Regions from separate parts of the Sus scrofa genome. Here all the other regions are linked to region 3. A link is a contact called in public Hi-C and HiChIP or PLAC-seq data. All regions are on one chromosome and are shown on one strand. Each heading gives the region's core, a stretch centred on a gene start, on an enhancer-like site or on the middle of the called end of the contact. The rest is flanking DNA. Distances are from core to core; before and after follow the strand shown. Region 1 has its middle 250 kb from the start of FAM43A. Region 2 has its middle 170 kb from the start of FAM43A. Region 3 holds the start of FAM43A (protein FAM43A). Region 4 has its middle 210 kb from the start of FAM43A.

Region 1 (3,238 bases), core at 597-3,096, 250 kb after region 3:
CTGGAAAATGTCAATTCCCATCCCACCCCAGTATTTCAAAGGTGCCAGGTGCTGGAATCTTCTCACAAGAGTGGCTCATTTCAAAAAAAAGAAAAGAATGAAAAGAAATGGCCCAAACTATGCCTCATCTGAGAGCTGCATTCAATAAAGGGAAATTAAATTCCTAAGGAAGCAGGTGCTCTTTGGCCGGAAGGATGCCAAGAGGGTCCTGGAACCCTTGTCAGCCCTCAGGACCCAATTAGCCTCCCCTTGGAGTGCCAGGGTCTTTGGTGAACTCTCTTCTGGCTGGGAAAGAGGGTGCTGTGCTTTGATCCTGTCTGCCTGCCTGCCAGGGCCCCTCACTGGGAAATGTCCCATCTTCCACCACTCACGCCTCTGCCTCAGCTCACAGCCGTGATCTAGGGCCACGCTGCCACAGGAGGCCCTCCTAATCCTCACCCAGCCTTGACCTTGGTCTCCAGATATACCCCTCTTCCCCATATTCTTTGGGCAGAACATCACCAGAGAAAAATTGGACACAGCCTCTACCTTAAAGAACTTGAGGTTAGTGAGAAAGAGAAGCTTACACACAGAAACCTTTAACACAGGCCAGAATGTGGTCAGGGCTCTAATGCAGCTAGAGCTACCCTTTGTCATTGGCGTGTTTTCTCTGTATCGGTCACTGGCCTAATCCCATTGCCTACATGGCCACACCAAGTCTTTATGGGCCCTTTACCCCCATGGGGACTGTTGCCCCTGTGGAAGCAGCTGGAGGCTGGGAGGCTCAGGCCTTCACCTGAGAGGTCGGGCTCAAACACTCAAGGGATCTGGAATTCACTGGGAGCCCCCTATTCTCCTGCTTCCTTAGGGTAGACGCAGAGCCCCTTTCCCTCCTGCCTTCTCTCCTCCTTTGCTCCCCACGCCACACCACAGGGGCTTGCTTCATCCTGCAGCTGTCCCACAGCCCTGCTCAGCAAGTCCCAGTTGTCCTGAATGTTTACTTTCCTCTGAGCTACACAGATCTCTGTCTTGCTAGTCTTGACTGCTTTTCAAAGCCTAAATACGATGTGAAATTGTCAGTCCTTTAAGAAGCAGGATGATGGGGAAGGGGGATTGGAGGAAGGAAGCTGGACATGGGATGGAGAGGACCAAGCTTGTCTCTTAGTGAAGAGATTAAAGGACTGAAGGGGGCTTTCTGGGGAAACTGGGGCTCAGGATGGTCCAATAACTTGCCCAAAGCCACAAACCTTGTTAGAAGTGGAGCTGGGACCTCATCAGAAAGTGAGTGAGGATGAGAAGAGGGTTGTGGGCATACCAACCAGGCTGCACAGAGCCTGCCCCGGGGTGTTCACAGTCAGTGTTCAATGCCCCATCCCTGCTTCACAGGACTCCAGGGAGAGCCTAGAATCACAGTCCGAGGGAAGACAGACAGGAACTGTAAAGGCTGGACAGGCAGGGCTGGAGCTGCCCCAGGACCCACTGGCCCCTTGACCTCCTGCGGTACATTTCAGCATTATGAACACAGTAGGGCAGGATCCCCCCAGGCAGGGTACCAGACCCTGAGAAGGACACAGATAGATCAGTCATGCCCCTGACCTCCAGAAGTCCACAGCCTCCTGAGGGAGACAGACTGCTGCTCTGAAGGCCACACCAACCAGAACCCCTGCAGTAAGACATCAGGGTCAATTACCAAGTCACTGTGTCTGTGCTGGGCTGGAGCTGGGATTCCATACTCACCCTTGGCTTTGCAGGCTGGCGCTGTTAGCTCTGCTGATAGGGGGCGCAAGAGGGAGTCTACAGGCTGGAGGCGGGAGAGCCTGCTCGCTCTTTCCTGTTTGTTCCCCGTCTGCTTCCTGTGGGCTTCCTGTCTCTGTGAGCACCATCCCAGCACAATTTTTCCCTTGGCCCAAGACCGGGCCAAACTGGAGCAGCAGCTGACTCCAGTTTGCAGCTTTTCCAGCTCCTGTAGAACCTGTTTCACCCCACCCTGCCCCCCAAGGACACTGTCCACAGCCAGCTGGCGCCCCTGCTGGGAGTCTGGGCCCAGGCACAGGCCCCTCCCTCCTCCCAAGACTGAGTTCCAGCTCTGCAGGGCTCCTCCCTGTGCTTCTAAATGTTCCCTTTGCTCCCTCAGCCAGGGGAAAGTGGCTGCTTCCTAAAGTTTGTACCTCTGTCCCACCTTAGAGGTCTCCTTTTACCCTTGGGTTATCTAGTTAATAACTGGTTCTTTCTATTACATTTTCTCTATTCTGGTTACTGGACACTGACTGTTACCATATCTTTAATGGCTTCCTATTGCTTTGATCTCTCACAGTATCTGATCCCCCCCATCTGATAACATTGCCCCCTCATTTACTAACCGCTCTTCCCACCTGACCTGTTTCTATAGAATTCTATTTGACTGCCAATGGCAGTACCCTGTTGCCCTAACCTGGCCTGGATATGGTGTTGGTCCCAGATATGGGCATGTGGCCTAAGACAGCTGATGAGAACCTTCCCCTGGGACTTGTAGACAGCAAGGTCTCTCTCCTCTAGGGCCACTAACTGAAGTAGATTCAATTGGCTTGTCTGCAGCCTTGCCTCTCCTCTTTCCCCCACCCTCCACCCCATGCCAAATATTTCTATTTGTGGTAGAAAAAAAAAAAAAATGAAGACAACTCACAAAGAGAGAAAAGTGATTGAGTGTTGGTGAGAGACCTGACCACATCGCTGAGTCCTCAATCCAGAGGTGCCCCTTGTCCACTCCACTCATCTTGCCCAGTTTCCTGAGCCCACGGTTTTCCTTTGTGTGTAAGCGAGTGTGAGCTGGGTTTCTGTCACGTTTACCTGCAAGAGCCCTGACTAATATGGCTGAGGCGAAACTCCTCAGAACTGAGTTGTCTGGCATCAAGGTGAGTCAGGACCTCATGTAGTCAAATTCCCTACCAGGTCCGGCAACCCCCCTGCAACGTCTCCACCCCACCACAGACATGGGAAGACAGCTCACAGGTTCCTCTGGACAGACGCAAAGAAGCTCTAGAGAGAAAAACTAACCAGAGCATAAAAGGAGCTGATGGAGCTCCTGTTTATGAAAGTGCCTAGTTGTTCAATCGACCGTAGCTGAGCGGGACCAAGTTGAAGAAGCAAAATCTAAGAGGAAACCAAGTAGCAGAAGAATCAAGAATACAGCCCAATTTCCACCCCCCAGGGTCCTGAGTATAATGGTTTTTCTCCCTCCTGTGTATGTGGGAAAATATATAGATAATACATGTTATGTAAT
Region 2 (3,433 bases), core at 727-3,226, 170 kb after region 3:
TTCCTACAGTCCCAAGTTCCACATTAAAACAGTGAAGGAAAAAAACCAGTCAACTAATTGTTTCCCTTTGCTTTGCTTTGCTGTGTATGTGTGTGTGCGTGTGTGTGTTTCAATATTCATAAGTGACTTGGCTGAAGACAGACACTTGGTAAGAGAAACAGGAACTTTCCGAAGAAACCCTGAAAGGAAGGGGTAAAAGTGCAAGTGAGAGGGACGCAGCCTCCCGTCCTCCCCAAGCTGACTTGCCCAGCACGTCCCCTGGGGGTTCCTGAGGCTGAGCCCTTCTTCCTCCATCCTGCCTGCATCAGACCCAGGGATTCGAAAACAAACAGAGGGTAGGGGTCCCGAGGTCCAAATTCATCATGACCCACATCTTCAGCATGGCAGCAAGTTCCTTCACAATCACCTCTTTCAGCCTCGTCTTTTTTTTTTTTTTTTTCCTTTTTAGGGCTGCACCTACAGCACGTGGAAGTTCCGGAGCTAGGGGTCAACTCGGAGCTACAGCTGCCAGCCTACACCACAGCCACAGCAATGCCAGATCCCAGCCGCGTCTGTGACTCGAGGCAACACCAGATCCTTGACCTACTGAGTGAGACCAGGGATTGAACCCGTGTCCTCATAGAGGCAACGTCAGATCCTTAACCTGCAAGTCTCATCTCTTGATCCCTCTTGATCCCTCGGACCCCACCCCACTCTGGCTCACACCCTACCCCTTCCACCTCCCCCACCCCTTAGGGTCCTGGCCACACCTACCTACCTGCCGCATCTTTCTTCCCGCCATCCTTTCTCTGCCTAACCAACCCCTAAAGGTCATTCAAGTTCCTGCTCAATGTCCAGCTCCCTGGTAAAGCATCTCCAGGCCTTCTTTCCTCTGCAGGAAGAGGCAGTGCCCCATCCTGGTGCTCCCAACCCCTAAAGGTCATTCAAGTTCCTGCTCAATGTCCAGCTCCCTGGTAAAGCATCTCCAGGCCTTCTTTCCTCTGCAGGAAGAGGCAGTGCCCCATCCTGGTGCTCCCATCACCCTTGGTAAACATCTTTATAATAACACTCAGTGTCCCCCATGGTAACCGCATGTTACCTGCTCCTCTTGCCCCACTGGTCTTTGAGTTCCATGACGCAAGATAACAGTTTGTAGAAACCCTACAACAAGTTTATTTTCTTGCTCAAACAACCCAGTGATAGTATATCAAAGAGTCAGAGCCGAGGCAGGGAGGCACTTTCACATCCGCGGACCAAATTGATTTTTCCGAGCACTTTGTCAAATTCCACCTGAGGGGTGGAGTTCTTAACTTCATTTTTCAAGTAAGAGGCACATGTATAAAAGAATAAATTAAAATGTAAAAAGAAATTTAAAAAGCAGCAGCTTTAAAAATTATTACATCATGGTGTCATCTAATTACATCAGAAATTTGCAGCTCAAAATCATTGTAATCAGTGATCCTGTGACTCGGGAAGTTTCATACGATATCAGCTTGTTGCTGAAGCTCAGAGGGGCTGACACAAATCCTTGGCTGAAGAGTCCTTGCTTTTGGTGGGCATCACTGGGCAAGTTGGGAGCCAGAGAAGACACTCCTTGAAGGCAGAAAACAATTCTGCTGTGATATTTAGTCTCACTTTCTGTTTGCTTGTTTATGCTTTCAATACGTCATAGGCACCACTTTCATGATACGGAAAAAAGCAATACCTTTGTAAAGATACCAGACGATAAGTGATTAAATTGCTTAAAATGATAAACACTCATCAAGGAGAAGGGGAGGGAAGAAGACAGACACTTGACCAAAGATGCTTCTGCCCCTGAGACCTGTGGCTTGAGCCCAGGACAAGAGGCCTGATGGCTGTCCCAGTGGTCACATCAAAATCACGAGGCCGGATTCCTGGAGGGAGTTGGAGGGGTGACAGGGGATCTGCAGGAAGGAGCCCTTCCTCAGCCCAGCGTCACATGCTCCTGTGCTCACGTCTCAGACAGCCACTGAGGTCCCCATGGGAGCAGCCGAAAACCACGCTGTTTGGGGTTTGGGCCCAAATCTGGCACATACAGCTCTAGACCTGAGCCAAGTGGCTGCTCCCGGGTTTCTTCATCTCTTTGGGGATCATGTGTCTGCATCCTGGGAAAGTCTGTGCCCTGGATTGTAAACTCTACGGCGGTACACACGCTGGAGGACTTACTGGAATTATCGTTGGTTCAGGAAGGAGGTGGGACTGAGGCGCAGATGAGCAGTTTTCATAGCGCCTTTTGCAGGTTCATAGACGTTTCATGAGCTGAAAAATCCTCTAATCTCTACAACTGGGTAGGACGAATATTATCATGATTTACAAGTTACAAATAATAAAACCGAGGTGCTAAAAAGTGAAGCAAATGGCCCAACCTGCCACACAGCTGGGAGCAGAGGAGCTGGAATCTGAACCCAGGCTATTGACAGCAGAGCCTGTGTTAGTAACCCACGGCCTGTGCGCACACACGCACACACACATACGCCCACACTCCCACATGTACACACGCACACTCCTCCTTTGCATTCCAAACACACCACCCAGAGTCTGCAGCTTCAATCCTGAATTGTGTTTCTTTGAAACCTAACTGCCCCAGGAAACTGCTCACAATTTACCTCTGGGGAGTGAGAATGTGGGATCAGGGCTGATGAAGGGGCCTTTCCTTTGCCTTTTATCCTGTTTTACAGTTTTTTGATTCCTCCCCTGACCATGCATTCTATTTACGAGAATTAATATAAAGACGTATTATTCCTCATCGGTAGGAGTGTGCTTCAAAGCAGAAGTTTTGAAGTTTAACGGAAACTAAAAAAAGTCCTTTGCCACTCAGAGGTTTTTAGAGCCTCATGTATCTAAGGTATCCCCTGGCCATTGGGGATCTTTCCAATTCACTTTGGAATCAAGCCTGGGTTTCCTGAGTCCCCCACCTCCAGCTTTCAGCCTCAGCAGCCAAAGGCAACCCAGCCCCTTCCTGTGGTTTCTAGCTCAGCCTGCCTGGTGGAGGGAGGAGGAGAGGGGGAGAGGGAGGGGGAGGAGAGGGAAGGGGAGGACGCCACATTGGGCCCCATCCAGGGGAAGCACGACCTGGGCCCTTCCAACAGGGTCCCCCACGCTTGGTGAAAACAGAGTCAAGTTAGAGTCCAGTCTCCAAAACCTCGAGATGGAGGCTGGGGAAAGTGAAAACACCCAGGGAGGTCAAGATGCAACAGGAGGCAGGCTCAGAAAAGGGCATGTGAGGGCTGGATCACCCTATAGGGAGGAATAGGCACAAGCCAGAGGGGCAAGGATGGGGTCCTGCAGCTCTGACCTCAGTGGCCCCAGCAGAGTACCATCTGCTTTCCTTCCCTGGTCCCAAGGGGTCTGAAGGGCAGGGGTCCACCAGGGTGGTGGACCCAGCGGGGGCCCCAGAGCCTGCCCCTGCCTCACTTGAACCCTGGGTGCAGGC
Region 3 (3,448 bases), core at 900-3,399:
TAGCTCCCACCCCTGGTTCCTCATCTTGTCTCCAAACCCTTCTGACCTTGGACCTCTGGGTAATTTGGAAATGCTAACTGCTTGAACATGATGTTTGTGTTAATAGAGTTCAGGCACTTAGACTACGGACCAGCTAAAGGTCACTTAGCACAGGTTCATTTGGTGTTTTTTATTGGAATTTTTTGTTTGGAGCACATGCCATCTACTTCATTGCCCCTGCAAGATATTCCAGAAATGCAAGTAGAAGAGAAATTCACTTGGGTTTCAATGGCTTATTAGAGTCCTAACCAGCTCATTCCAACACCCTGCCTCCATTAACCCTCAGTGCAGCTCAGGAGCAAAGCATTATAGCTCTGGTCTAATGACACTTTGGGGCCAGTCAGCCATGAAAAGGCCAGTCCTTCCCTCAGGGACTAGGAGGGCCCCAAATGCATGAATAGGAGACTTTCTTGTTTGATCAGGAAATTTTCTTCTTTCATTGTCGCAATCATTAAACACCACCCTAACCTGCACATGGGCATGCATTTTTATGGTCTCTAATTTTGCTACTCTCTATATCTGGAAAGCCCTTCAATTCTTCCCTGCTTGACACAATCCTGTTCATCCTTTAAACATCACCATCTCCGTGGAACTTTCTCTGATTTTCCTAGTCACAAAGAACTTTTTTCTCCCCGTTTCTCAGAATACTTTGGGTCCTTCTCAGGGCATTTTGTTCACTCTGAATTCCTGTGCACATGCATGTTTCATTCATTCATTCAAAAATTAAGTGATGCCAGGCACTGGGGGCAACAAGGGGCTCTCATAGAACCTGCATTCCAGCAGGAGCCCAGAGCTGGGTGAAGTTTACATCCTTCATTGGACTGGGAGGTTGTTGGAGACAGGAATTGAGTCTGCTCTCAGCTCTGGGACTAGCACCAAAAGGTACTCAGGAAAGTTAGTTATATTGAAACTCAGCACCAATGACGCTGAGAAAATTGGGTTAGAGTTCAAAGAAAGGTTAAAAGGGTAGATGGCCAGAGAATTTCATCTACATTGAAGAGCTATGCTGGTTCTGAAACCAGGACCTGACTTGGAAGCCAAGACATCCAGATCTCCAGGGTATGGGGTCTGGGGAGCAGGAGGGTCCACTGCCCTCCTCTGGGATGAGCTTGGGAATTTGAGGCAGAGTCATCCAGACACTTATGACCCATTCCAGCTAGAAGTGGTCTTGCTTTGATTGAGCAGAACATAGAGGCAATCCGGTTGTTTTAAGGGCCCAGAAATGAGTTACTAGCCAAGGGTCAGGCCGGTCAGATGATTAAAGCGACATTGTCCAGATGGCACTAGAGAAAAGAATGATTAATGCTAATCATTCTTGGTGTAGGGCGGCCGGGCATTATTTGACACAAATTTAAAAAGTCCTTTGAATTTTTACTAGGAATTCTTATCCATAATGTGACAAGGATGTAATAAAACCGAATGACTGGCCTGACAAAGTAAAATGAATTCCAACCAGACCCAAGCATTACTTAGAAATGGTATACATCTCTATAACCCGCTCTACTCTGAGGCTGATGGAAGGAGCATTGCTGGGGGTTAGGAGTGGTAAGACCTTATTTGTCAGATCTATACTATAGTATTACTTCTAATCGTCAACTACCACTCATCTCACTGTTCACTGTCTGCTCTGTACCTGTGGAGAAAGGGTTCCTCCATAGTGAGAGATAAGTCTCAGTGGTTTCCTTGCCCCTCTTTATTTTAATAAAATACAATTCTGAAAAAAAAAAATTAAACGTCACCCAGTCATTCTCAGCAGTCACACGCGGAATCACTATTTCCCCTACCTTTGGGCATATCGAATTATAGCCTAAATCCCATCTTGCACCACCTTCCCCAGAAGTTTCGATGGAGACACACATTTACTCAGTGAGTTGCGATTCAGCCTAGGGGTGGAGTGTCAGAATTCAGGTTGCTTTTCCTGCGGGGTAACCCCAGGTCTTGGCGATTTTCGCAGATAAAAGAGACGCAGGTAAATTTGGGTTGTAATGGCCAGATTGGACCGGTCTCCCCTTTCCCTCGTCCAAGGGCTGCAACCAGGTCCCTTTAAGAGACCAGGAACCCGTGGGGCGTCGGAGTCCGAAACGGAGCCTCTTCGCTGCTCCTCCCCTGTCCCCGCGCGGCGAATGGTTTGTGCCGGCCTATATTTACCCGAGATCTTCCTCTCGGACGGCAAGGATGTGAGGCTGGCGAGGCGGCTACTGCTCGTGGCACCGGAGGGGGCGCGCTGCAAAGGCGGGCAGCCGAGCGAAGAGATCCCGGGAGCGGAGTTGGACACTCTCCGGAGGGAAGAAATGAGGTAGCGACCGTCCCCGGAGCGGGCTATGCGCGTGCCCTGCCCTCGGAGCCCCGCGCTGCCCCGGCCGAGCCAGCCCGGACAGTGAGCCGGCGGAGCCGGAGTCCCCGGCGTCCTGCCGGAGCGAAGATGCAGTGACCCACCGAAGGACTGCTGCGCGGGGCCCGCTGGGGCCAGCCGGACCCACCATCTGAGTGCACTTGGGGCAAGCAGCTGATTCTGGGACCCGCTCGGCCGAGGGGCTTTTTGCCTCCAGCACCCCTTGGGGTGGGGAGCACTGGCTCCTGGGCACACTCGCGGTTGTTTCCGCGGTTTCTGGCCCTAGCCCTGGGGGTTGAGTGTGTGAATGTGAGAGGGGGGCCCTTTTCACCTTCGCCGAGGAGTTCCTGCGTATTCTCGCACCATCCCGGCTGCTCTTGCTGGGGCTCTCTCATTTATTTGCACGCGCGTATCTCTCTCTCTCTCTTTTTTTTCCTAAAGACATTTTCCGCTCCACTCTCGTGCTGTCTTTCTCTCATTTGGCTTGCCTAAGACTCTTTGCCCTCGTCCTGCCCAGGCTGGGGTAAATCTGTGTTCGTCCCCCCTCCCCCCAACTCCCGCAGTTAAACCTTTTCTTCTTTTTAAAAATTCTTTCCCTACCTCTTTCGGCGGGGTTCCGGAGCGCTATACACGCCCCCGCCCCCACTCCCTCCGACCCGGCCACTCCCAGCAGAGTTTTATTTTTCGGTCTTGCCCGGGCCCAGCCCGGCCGGGGCGGGTGGCTCAGCCGGGCTTCCACCCGGCGCTCCGCCGCCACCGCCGCCAGCTGCGCGGGGGCGCCCTCCGGAGATGCTGCCGTGGAAGAAGCATAAGTTCGAGCTGCTGGCCGAGGCGCCGCCACGGCAGGCGTCCAAGCCCAAGGGCTACGCGGTGAGCCTGCACTACTCGGCGCTCAGCTCGCTGGCTCGGGCTTGCCCCGAAGGCGCGCTCAGCAGGGTGGGAAGCATGTTCCGCTCCAAGCGCAAGAAGCTGCATATCACCAGCGAGGACCCTACTTACACCGTGCTCTACCTGGGCAATGCCACCACCATCCAGGCGCGCGGCGACGGCTGCACTGACCTAGCGGTGGGCAAGATC
Region 4 (3,230 bases), core at 257-2,756, 210 kb after region 3:
TTCCAGTCCAGGGATTGAACCCGGGCCACAGCAGCAACCAGAGTCACAGCAGTAACGATGCCAACCCACTGAGCCAGCAAGGAACACCCCATACATATTTTAATATATAAATGAATGTGTGTGTGTGCAGAGAGACAGAGATAAAATTAGGCAAAACATTAAAGCTGGTGAATCTAGTTGAAGGATATATATGTGTTCACTGTGCTAGTCTTAGTCTTCTTTTACTGAAGTATTACAGAAAAGTACACAGATCATAAGTGTATGGCATTGTACTGTTCTTGAAAATTTTCTGTAGGACTGAGAATCTTAAAACAAGATGTTAGGGGAAAAATATAGCAATCAGAACAGTTTATTTGAATTCAAAATAATTATATACACTATTTAAAAATTAGATTATATATACTCTGAATTAGTCCCACATGCTTAAGTGGGCAGATCCCAAAACTACTATTATTACTACCAGGTGTCTTCTCTACTTGGGGCAGACGTCTCAGGTGGAAGTAGACTTCTTAGGAATACATGTTGAGACTTCCTAGTTCCTGCCTCAAGTCTCAAGCTCTCTAGCAAATGACACAATTAAATATCACAGCCTCCTTGTGTCTTGCAAAACCTTTGTACCATGGACATATAATTCAACTTGGCAGTAGGGAGGGGTTAAACCTAGAATTATTCACAGATGTGGAGATTTCATCCCACTGCCCTCCTCTAGGAAGGGGCTGGTAAACTTGGAGAGTCAAGGAATCTCCTGGGAGGAAGAGCCCCAAAGCATCCTTGACTTCATCCTTTGGAAGAGCCACATGTTTATAAACTTGGCCTGAGCTGATTGGGTCTGGGACCAGCTAGCAGGAAAGAACCGAGTAGCTCTATCCCCTTTTTTCCAACCTCCTCCTGGGCGGGAAACTTGGGTGTAGGGTTGGGAAAGCAATGGATCCTTGCTCTCCCCTAGGTGTAGAGACTCCATCCCCCTCCCAGCACCTTTTCATTGGTGGTGGGCATGTAAGCCTGGGGAGGAGCAGAGGGATCTTCTCAGGCAGAACCCTGGTGGTTTGTCCTTCTTTCTACTCTGAAAGCACTTGAGAATTCCTGGTTGTTACCAGGAAAGGGACAGGACTTCCCGTGAATTTGGCTGTGGGGGTGGCAACAGTGGTTGGCAGGAACATTGCGAACAGATGTAGTCATATTTGTCTTCTAAGCTAGTAAAGCAAGTTTGGTGCAGCAGGCAGTCAAGAGCATTTTCAAAGTCAAAAAAATGTTAACAACCTATCCCTCATCCGCAAAACATACATCCAAACAAGGACACTTGCCCTTCTCTCCTCCACTCCCCGCCCCCCAGGGGGAGGGGCAGGCAAACTGCTGAGCAGGGCAGGCCAGACCTACGTAGGTGCATCTCAGAGATCTCTAAGCCTTGGTCTGGTCACTTGGCCTCTTCCCAGGACATTCCCTTCCTCTGCCTTTACTTCCCCTCAGTGAAGTCATACTAGAGCTCCACACAGCACAGGAAGCTTTGGTTCTAAAAAACATTTCTTTTTCTGGCTTTGAATAAGCCTGAACCCTCTCAAAGTGATCCAAGAGTAAGGATTATTCATTTCCCTGAATTGACTGGATTTTGCAATAGGTCTCTGATCCAGGGCGCGTGTTTTAAGTGAAATCACACATACCCAAAGTATGTTTGTGTAGCTCAGTTTTATCTGGAAAATGACTGCTACACAAGGATTGTGTGTGTGTGTGTGTGTGTGTGTGTGTGTGTGAGAGTAGTGAAGCATTTGGAGCTCCGTAGCCCAGCAATATGACTTATACTTTCAACTTTGTTATTTTAATTATTTATTTTCATCATCTTTACTGTGATACATATAAAACTATTCCAACAAAGAAGAGGCTCCAACAGACCATCCTAAATAAAGAAAAGTGAGGCATTTGACTAATGGAATTTGACTCTATTGCCAAAAACCGTCTATTGGTACTGACTGGTTTGGTGTTTATTATGGGAAGAACATCAACCAAAAGTAAAATGTTGGAAAATTTATCCATATGGTTAGCAGCCAAATAGCACAAGAGGCACTGGTTTCTCCTGCCCTGCTGCTAGCATCATGGTTTCATTTTAGGACCAGGCACAGTATCTAGAAATAAATGCCAACGCCCTGCTTGATGTTTTGCTTTAAGGTTGGCACTGTAATCACAGGATTAGTTCCAAAGTCAGTCCCTTTTCCTAAGAACACCTCCTACATTTCAACAGCCCGTCTCAGTGCACTGCACCTGTGGAGAGAAAGCCACAGCCAAAATCTCTTGGTGGCAGAGAAAAGTACCCAGAGTTGGTTGTGTCGAAATCAGGAAAGCTCTCTGGTGTGAATAAGACTCATTTGCAGATAGACCAACAACAAATGCAACATCCTTTTTCTACAGCGACATGGAAAATGACTCCATTAAAATACTGTATTTCACATTCTCGAAATAATTGAGCTTCCTGACAGGCATTCTTCTCGGAGCTGGAGAGGAAGCTTGACTCAGCCCTGCTTTGTGGATGCAGAAAGTCCTGGGGCACATGCCAAAGACAGGAATGGCTTATGCAAGAGAGCTGGGTGCAGTCCCAGCCCCCTCTCCCCAGCTGAGGGCACAAGGGGAGGGGGCAGAGAGGAAAAGAGTGGGAAAAGTTGGACAAGGACTAATTGGATGCCAAGGTCATTGCTCTGATTCAATCATTCCTTCCTGGAAAGAGAGCATTTTTGTGCTTAACCTCATGGCCTCAAATTTCCAGGATGTTGCTGGCTCTCTGGATTTCTCCGGGGCTTGCTTATTTACCAGGTTTCTAGGCCTAGGGACAGAAGGATGTGAGAGGAAATTACTCAAGAGAGACACAAAGGCAAAGCAAAAGGCTTCTAGAACTCTGCTCACACCCATCTTCTCATGGAAATTATAATTGACTATGCAGATGCCATATTTTTATTACCTACTATAGCTTAAACATATATTTCATGAAGTTTCAGACTATTTTCCCCCCAAAAGAATGTCATTTGGAGAATGCTCAAACTGATAAGTAAAAGAGAAGAAAGTAAATTTAAAACTTCTAGAACACTTAATTTAACTTTTTGCAAGCCCATCTCTGAATATGCCCAAATGTGTGCAAGATTGTTCTGAAGTTTCTCAAAAGAGGGAGGACAAAGTCTCTGTAAGGCATCTTGCACCGTCTTCTCCTACTCAATGTTGGATTTATCTGATAGAGTCAGCCTATGTTT

The links. Hi-C and Micro-C count contacts between places; a contact is called where the count stands out from the background. HiChIP or PLAC-seq counts read pairs in DNA pulled down with a chosen protein or histone mark.
Region 1: a Hi-C map of skeletal muscle shows a contact between it and region 3, with 6 times the contacts expected there. The contact joins the enhancer-like site here to the promoter of FAM43A in region 3. A contact is called at or near these places in 2 of 5 promoter capture datasets (both in liver), 12 of 47 Hi-C or Micro-C datasets (alveolar macrophages, embryonic fibroblasts, epiblast stem cells and 8 more) and 2 of 2 datasets of contacts at active chromatin or transcription factors (alveolar macrophages and skeletal muscle).
Region 2: a contact with region 3 is called in an H3K27ac HiChIP or PLAC-seq map of skeletal muscle. The contact joins the enhancer-like site here to the promoter of FAM43A in region 3. A contact is called at or near these places in 1 of 5 promoter capture datasets (liver), 9 of 47 Hi-C or Micro-C datasets (blood, embryonic fibroblasts, epiblast stem cells and 5 more) and 2 of 2 datasets of contacts at active chromatin or transcription factors (alveolar macrophages and skeletal muscle).
Region 4: a Hi-C map of subcutaneous adipose tissue shows a contact between it and region 3, with 2.0 times the contacts expected there. The contact joins the enhancer-like site here to the promoter of FAM43A in region 3. A contact is called at or near these places in 7 of 47 Hi-C or Micro-C datasets (embryonic fibroblasts, heart right ventricle, liver and 3 more) and 1 of 2 datasets of contacts at active chromatin or transcription factors (skeletal muscle).

The regions. Positions count from the first base shown.
Region 1 is chr13:131,908,980-131,912,217 of Sscrofa11.1, forward strand. No RefSeq gene overlaps it. Among named protein-coding and RNA genes, the nearest start is that of FAM43A, 250 kb to the left of the region's middle. Within about 2 kb of position 1,847, at least 16 of the 83 cell types and tissues checked have an H3K27ac peak or open chromatin away from gene starts, as enhancers often do. A contact at or near this core is called in alveolar macrophages, liver, omental adipose tissue and 2 more, where this site is marked.
Region 2 is chr13:131,835,120-131,838,552 of Sscrofa11.1, forward strand. No RefSeq gene overlaps it. Among named protein-coding and RNA genes, the nearest start is that of FAM43A, 170 kb to the left of the region's middle. Within about 2 kb of position 1,977, at least 8 of the 83 cell types and tissues checked have an H3K27ac peak or open chromatin away from gene starts, as enhancers often do. A contact at or near this core is called in retroperitoneal adipose tissue and skeletal muscle, where this site is marked.
Region 3 is chr13:131,660,325-131,663,772 of Sscrofa11.1, forward strand. FAM43A (protein FAM43A) reads left to right here and starts at 2,150. Exons shown (of 1, transcript XM_003132600.4): 1 at 2,150-3,448. The coding sequence starts at 3,161.
Region 4 is chr13:131,873,740-131,876,969 of Sscrofa11.1, forward strand. No RefSeq gene overlaps it. Among named protein-coding and RNA genes, the nearest start is that of FAM43A, 210 kb to the left of the region's middle. Within about 2 kb of position 1,507, at least 17 of the 83 cell types and tissues checked have an H3K27ac peak or open chromatin away from gene starts, as enhancers often do. A contact at or near this core is called in liver, retroperitoneal adipose tissue, skeletal muscle and 1 more, where this site is marked.